Linked DNA regions of Gossypium hirsutum: region 2 is linked to region 1. The links are chromatin contacts, called in public Hi-C maps. All regions are on one chromosome and are shown on one strand. Each heading gives the region's core, a stretch centred on a gene start, on an enhancer-like site or on the middle of the called end of the contact. The rest is flanking DNA. Distances are from core to core; before and after follow the strand shown. Region 1 has its middle 8.3 kb from the start of LOC121207746. Region 2 holds the start of LOC107934188.

Region 1 (3,932 bases), core at 442-2,941:
CCATTTTAATAGCATATATCTTTATAATTTTTAAAGGATTAAATTAATTTTTTATATTTTTAGAAGGGCTAAAGTACAATTTTACCTTTACTAATTTAAAATTTTTAAATTTTCAAAAATTTAAATGAAAAATTTTCTATTCTAAGAAAATTAGAACTCTGCTAACACCCCTAGTTTTGCTTCTGAATCAACCATAATTTTTAAATCAAATTGTGTAGAGAATTTATCACCAAAGGCTTATACTCAAAATACTATATGCATAGCCTTTTTAATTTGTAGGGTTTTTTCATTAGGAAGAAAACTTCTACTTATATGGCAATTGGCATTTTATAAAAAAAAAATCAACATTACTATAAAATAGGATATCACATACTCCAAAAGCATTACTCTTGAGAAAAGAAGAAGAGAGAATCCACTTAGAAACCATCAAGAAACCTACTCATTGCAATTTTTTTAGAATTTATGTTTCAATTTTTATCTTAATTCTATTTTTAAGAAAGAATTATGTTTGAATTTCGAAAATAATATTATTAAGAGACTATGGCAGAGCCAAAAAAAATATTTAGGAGATCAGAATTCAATTATATATTTTTACGATAGTAAAAATATAATTTTACTATTTTAATAGTCTATATCTTTATAATTTTTAAAGGATTAAATTAAATTTTTATTATTTTAGGGACCAAAATATAATTTTACTATTACTAATTTAAAATTTTATAAATTATAAAAAGCTTAAATAAAAATTTTCCATTTTAAGGGTCGAAAACCCTACAAGCTCCTTGACTTTCCCACGATAAAAAAGTAGTAAAGCTTGATATATTAGTAGTAAACTTTTTTAACTCCATATATAATTACAATCAACTAAATCACCTAATAAATGAACAATCAACAAAATATTTTTCTAAAAATAATCAAATAATCAACCTAATAAATTAAATAATCAACCAAATAAATAGTTGAAAATATTTAAATAATCAACCTAATATATCAAATAATAAAATTTTCTATAAATATTTTGTTGATTATTTAAATTTTGTTTTTTTTTCTAATTATTCTTAGATTATTTAAATATTTTCATTTTTTTTCTTTTTACCACCTTTCAATTATTAAATATTTAATTTGTTGAAATTAAGAGTCCAATAATCTATCACAATCAACAAAATAAATATTTTCAAATATGCTAAGATGAAATGATTAGTGAAAATAAGTGAAGTAAAATATAATTATTAATAATTTTAATTAGGTTACTATATTTCAAATCTAACGGTTATGGATAAGAGATAAAAATAAAGAGATTATAATCGTCTGATCAAGTCATTATAAACTAAAAAAATTGAGTGGGTAATACATTGTTTTTCTCTGGAAATCAGTTTCTCTCCTTCTTTAGTATTGAAACCGGTTAAATTGATTAAAAGGTAAACTCATGTTTTTCAATACAAATCTTACGTGACATAATCAACATCGAATTATTATTTTCTTCTTCTTCTTTTTATGATTTGACATTGACAACTAAAAACACAAAAACCACTTCCCATTCATTCTCATATTAGGATGCAATAAAAAAAATCTTAAATTTAAAAAGTTATATCAAAAATGTTTTTTTATATATAAAAGAGATGGGGGCATCTTTGCAATAAAGTTAGATGCCATCTTAGCCTCTGGGGTATTAAGATTCTCTCACCAAATTATTCTCATAAGCTTCCACCATAGAAAACTCTTAAAACCAAAAGGCCAACCAATCATATACGTGTCAGGAATTGAAGAACTCAATCACTTCTGATCTTTGATGTAAACCGTTGGATCTGAGAAATTTAATCCCTCCAATCTCAACATGGAACTCAGTCAAACTTTGGCTCTCTTTTTCTTTTTTTCTTTTTTCTTTTTTACTTTTTCCGAATGTTTCTTTTTTTTTTTAGATTTTTTTTAAGATTTTAAATATCCAATTTAATACTATAGTGAATTCAAAGCTAAACTTTTGAGGTAAATCCGTATAAGCAATCAATAAGAACCAAAAGAGAATAGAAAATTTGACACACAAATATTTACATAAAAAATTCAATAAATAGGATAAAAAATCACGAGCAAACGAAACTTCACTAATCGGCAAACCAACAAAGAGTCCAAGATGGAAAAAATCAAAATAAAACTCTTAATCCGAAAAGCAAAGCTCTCTTAAACAAGGGTGAAGCCAGAAAATTTTTTTGAGGGGTCGAAATTAAATTATAATTTGTACAATAGTAAAAATATAAATTTTAAAGGATTAAATCAAAATTTTATCATTTTTAGGGGGTAAAGTGACAATTTCATCTTTATTAATTTAAAATTTTAAAAATTTTAAAACACCTAAATAGAAATTTTTCCATTTTAGGGGATTGGGGCCCTGCCAACCCCCTTGGATTCGCTCTTGCTCTTAAAACTCTGTCAAAGAATTAATCTTTTCTTCTTCTTTTTCCTCATAATTTCTAAGATTACTAAGACCCTTTTTATAGGCTAAATTCGAAGTGCTAATATGACTAAAATATCCTAGATTAATTAAATTTAACTGTGAAAAAAGACTCGACTTATGTGGGAGCACGTCGCCACATCGTGCTTTGCCTCGTCGTGACATCGATCCTGTTTCGACTCTAATTTATCAAAAAAATACGAGACACACTCTACACAAATATATTCGTACTTAATTTTAAATAATATATCAAATATACCTTCTTTCAAATATTTAATTTTCTAACTGTTAGTGTCTCAGCTTATTAAATATGACCTAAAATATTAGTGTCCTATTGAGTTACTTGGCCCAATCAAAATTCAATTTTGCAAATCAAAGTTGAGTACATTGAATTAGAATCTAGGGCGAATTTGATCAAGTGCAATGTCTAGATGACTCGGAATTTATGACTCGGACCAAATTCAATTTTTATAATTACCTACAGCGAATAATAATTTTATCCAAAAAAAACTTTTACTCGATAAAGAAAATAAATAATAAATACATCTAATAAACATAAAATGATATTAATATCAATAAACGTGATAATAATTTTTAAAATTTTAATTAAATTAAAATTTATATATAATATTGAACGTTAAACTAAATTTAATATATTATTTTATGATTTATTCTAAATAAAAGAAATAAAAATTTTAAAAAATTAAAAATAGACTCGGCTAAAAAATTTTAAAAATTAAATATGCTTCTCTCAAATGTTTTTAAGGATTGAATCGACAATTAAATCAATTAAACTATCGATTTGTTGAGCGGATTAGTTCAATTAAAAATTATTAAACATTCATAAAAAATAAAAAATACGATTCAATCGATTTGGTCAATCATCAAATCATATCTTAACTAATTTTCAATCCAATAAGTTCAACTAACTAACCTAATCCGGTTCAAATATCATTGCTTCTCCCTCTAAAGTATGGAAACTTTTAAAATAAAAATATGATATTATAACAAGAGGCTTCAAAACTTTAAAAGTTAAAATTTGCTCCACTTTTAAGAGCCAGAAATACTTTAAAAGTGAAAATGTGCTCCTCAAATCAGAAGCATAGAAACTTTGAGTGTAAAATTAAAAAAATTCTACTTGAGAACTCCTTTTACAATTTAAAATAAATTAGAATTTTATTTTTATTTTTTATATTAACATTTACAGATTTTGTTATTAAATCTAAATATTTTTCATTAATTAAATTGCAAATTGAATCAATTTAGTGTAGATTAAAAAATTGATTCTAACTAATTGAGTATTAGCTCAATTGGCATTAGCATTGTTAACAGTGTATGAGGATGTAGATTTGAGTGTGCTAAAACGCATTGTCCTCTTATTTAAAGTTGAGGAGGGGATAGTTCTAGACATTATATTAAAAAATAAACATTAGGAATCGTAATACTACACTCATATAAAAGGAAATAAATAAATCATTTTCCGATA
Region 2 (3,932 bases), core at 514-3,013, 130 kb before region 1:
TAGGCCCTTGAACTTCAAAACGACGTCGTTTTATGCTCAATCCATGCGACCCGACCCGCTTTGGCATAGGATCCGCGCGTTTTTCATAAATGGGTTATTTTCTCTTTTGATCCTTCCGCTTTTTATGGTTTTGCAATCAAGTTTTCTTATTTTTAATTTTTACCCCATTATTTATTTCGATTTCAATTTGGTCCTCCCTTATGCTGTGCGTTTTGGAAGAGAAGGAAAAATTTCCCTTTTGGTCCCTCTTTGTTATTCGTGCATGCAACTTGGTCCTTTTTCCTTTTTATTTATTTTTGATTTGCCTCAAATTGCTGTTTAAAAGTTCAATTTAGTCCTTTTTTATTTATTGCTATTTTATTATTAAATTAGTTAATTTAATAATATAATTATTATTACTATTATTATTACTATCATTATTATTATTATTATTACTATTATCATTATTATTATTATTACTATATTATTTCTATTATTATTATTATTATTACTATTATAATTATATTTTCTTTTTGTGTTTATTTACATATTATTTTATTATTAATTAATTTAATATTATTACTATTACTATCATATTTCTTTTTTGTATTTATTTACTTATTATTATTCTTTAAATACACTATATTTTATCATTACTTTTTATCATTGTTTATTTATTTATATCCTTTTTATACAATTTCAAAATTCAAATTATTTATTATTTGTAGTACTATTATTAATATTATTATCGTTATTATCAATATTATTTAAAAAAAAACTGTTTTACATAATATTTATTTATTTCTTTGTTTACTATTAGGTTTTTTTAATTTTAAATTTTTTAGCTTGCTCATTTATATTATCGCGTTTATTATCATTCTGTTATGCATATTAGTACTGTGATTTATCATTACTACTTTTACATTTTTTACTACAAATTCGTGTTACATTTTACCCGATACATTAAAAATGTTGTTTTAAATAAGCAATATTTCGTATTTTGAAATTCGAAAAGTCGTTTCTTAACTTACGGAGTTTCGATTTTCTCGATAAATCTGAACCAAAGAAACGTTTTAAAATTTTTTAATATTCTCAGGAATTAAGAAAAGATCGTGTTCTAACTTACGGAATATGATTTCTTTCTAAAACTAAAATAGTTAAATTTCTTTCAAAATAAATAAAATTTTCGGGGTTTATTCTCATTTCGAGGATTTAAGACATTGCGTCATAATTTATATAATGTAATTCTTTTTCTCGATTAACATGAAATATGTCATTTTCTCGAAAAATTTTCAGTTAAATAACTTTTTAACAAAGGATCGTATTTTAAATTTCTTCAAAGTTCTCAATTTTCGACACTAAGACATTAATTAATCAACTAGGTACTGATTTTGGGCGTATCGAGGGTGCTAATCCTTTCTCGTGCGTAACCAACTCCCGAACTCATCTTTCTAAATTTCATAGGCTAAAATTGTTGTTTTAATAAATCAAACTGTTTATTGAAAATAACTACTTTTCGAGGTGACCCGATTACACTTTATAAAAAATGATTGGTGGCGACTCATTTTTTTCGTTTTCATTCTTAAAATAAAAGTCGACTCCTCGTTTTTTCAAAAAAAAAAGTTTCGACAACCGCTAAAGTCCAAGACCGATTTTACTGATCTGTTCCTTACCCAAAAGACCAGGAAGAAGTGTTGTAAATGATGACAAATGCTTGATGCATCACTGATAGGTTCAGAAATCTGCAAAAGCTGTTGACTGATGTAGAGATTCTCGTTGCTCATTTCCTTATGTTGATTTCAGTATTTAGATGTTTTTGAAGTTACTATTATGAACTCAGTCAGAGGGTTATTACATATGTTTGATCTTTCAATGATTTGTTCATGTTATAATCTAGTTTCAAACTAATGTTATTAAAACAATTGTTGGACTGGTGAACCGGTATAAAGCAATGGTGAAAAGCAAATTTATATTAGAGGGGGAAAATAAGAAGAAATGTGTTGGAGAAGTGTGTGACTTGGCAGAAGAGTAGAGCTAGAAAAGAAGTTAAGAGAGCTTTAGAAAGGAGCAGAATCCCACATTTCTTAGAGACAGACAATGCCACTCTACTACCATGGTTTATAAATAAAAGCGCAGATGAAACTAGCAAAAGCATGGAGCCGTGCTGTGAGCACAGAGCGAACTATTCTTTCGCCTTTTATTAAAGAATACAGTATGCTCGCCGCTTATAGCGGCATACGCATGTTTTTGGAGGCCTATTTCCTTTCTGGAATGGCCCATCAAGTTCTAGTTAAAAATATTCTTTTGATAGTGATCCTCTCTTGGTTGCCAACACTGCTAGCTTGCTTGAAATTTCAGATAATGTTTTTATTTGCTGCCCGGTTCCCTCCACTGTCATTACTTTGTTCAACAAGTGAATTATTTAAATTGATCGTTCGTTACCGCAAATTAACTACCATTGTTCAGATAAGCATAAAATAATTATGGTATCACATTGAAACCTATTAAATGGTATTACTATAATTAAAATTAAGCATAAGATAATCATAATATGAAATTGAAACCTGTTTACTGAAATAAATTCAGTTTAGAACCTAGGAATTATTATAAAAAACTGAAAAGTGGTTGTACCGGTCCAATTTTGACCAGGCCTAAATCAGCCCAATATACCCAAGCCCAAAACTAACCCCAAAGACCCAGACCCGATTACAAACAAGCCCAAACCACCAGCAGAAAAAAAAAAACAGAAGCAGCAAACCCTAGGGCCACTTGCCTCCACTTGCACTGCCTCCGTCCCATCATCCCATCACCTGCAAAACAAACAGAGAGCAGAAAGCACGCAAAAGAGAAGCAAAACAGAGCAGAAGCAGCAAGCAATAGCAGAGATTAAAAAATATTTCTTTTGTAATCGGCTATAAAGTCGAAAAGGAAATCGAACGAAAGGGGACCGATTTTTTTTTTTAAAAAGGAGGTTTTTTTAAAAGAAAGTGGTAGCACAGAGCATTAAGAATAAAAAAGCAAAAGGTTAATTTGGAATCCTATTACTTGTGCTTTTTTTCGGTTTTTCCCCTTTCTCGTTATTTATTTTCCTTTTTTTTACTTCTTTCTTGGATAAAAATATAAAGAAGAGGGGAAGAGGGAACTTACCAGGATCCCGAGGGTCGCGTCGTCGGAGTTCATCTCCGTCGTCGGAAACGGACTCGAAAGGGAGAAGGAGGGGACCTTCTTCTTTTGGTCTTCTTGGGCTAAGGAGAATATCGCCTTCGGGTGCTCCAAAATCAGGGTCAAAAAACCCCTTTCGCGTAGCCCCGACCACCACCTACGGTGGCTTCATGGCGGCAGCGAAATGGGTTTCTTTGAAACCCTAGCATAGATGAAAATGAAGAAAATGGTGGGAGAAAGGGCTGCTATTGGTTTTCTGGAAAAGAAAGAAAATAAGATTCTTCTTTTTTTAAAAAAATGGGACTTTATATGTTAATAAAATGACACCGTTTTTGGGGGAAGTCCAGGTGCCAAAACGGCACCGTTTTGGACAACCCATGTGTGACCCGACCCATATGCTGGAGGATCCGCGTGTTTTTACTTTGACGGGATATTTCGGATCGAGTCCTTCCTATTTTGTGGATCTTTTCAATTAAGTCCTTTTTGTTATTTTCGTTTTTATAAATTTTACCTTTTAATTTATTTAGTTTTCAATCAGACCCTTACCCATTGATGCTTCGAAAAGGGCCTAAAAAAGGGGTTTAATTTCTTATCTAGTCCCTCTTCTTTGTTTGCGCGCTTGATTTAGTCCTTTCCTTCTCTATTTATTTTCAAATTGGCCCCGAGCTTTTATTTTAGGTTCGATTTAGTCTTTTTTTAATATTTTAATTAAATTAATTAATTTAATCTATTATTTATTATAGTATTATTATTATCTTCTATTATCATTACTATTTTTATTCTTGCTGTTA

The links. A called contact is a pair of places that touch in the nucleus more often than the background predicts.
Region 2: a Hi-C map of hypocotyl shows a contact between it and region 1, with 3 times the contacts expected there. The contact joins the promoter of LOC107934188 here to the enhancer-like site in region 1. A contact is called at or near these places in 4 of 34 Hi-C or Micro-C datasets (callus, hypocotyl and leaf).

The regions. Positions count from the first base shown.
Region 1 is chrA10:112,307,105-112,311,036 of Gossypium_hirsutum_v2.1, reverse strand. No RefSeq gene overlaps it. Among protein-coding and RNA genes, the nearest start is that of LOC121207746, 8.3 kb to the right of the region's middle. Within about 2 kb of position 1,691, at least 2 of the 9 cell types and tissues checked have an H3K27ac peak or open chromatin away from gene starts, as enhancers often do. A contact at or near this core is called in hypocotyl, where this site is marked.
Region 2 is chrA10:112,435,422-112,439,353 of Gossypium_hirsutum_v2.1, reverse strand. It overlaps LOC107934188, which reads right to left and starts at 1,763. Exons shown (of 5, transcript XM_041078612.1): 1 at 1,613-1,763. The coding sequence starts at 1,763. LOC107934180 (a long non-coding RNA gene) reads right to left here and starts at 3,443. Exons shown (of 2, transcript XR_001693822.2): 1 at 3,127-3,443; 2 at 2,474-2,789. It overlaps LOC121209002 (U5 spliceosomal RNA), which reads left to right and starts at 2,137; the gene lies at 2,137-2,252.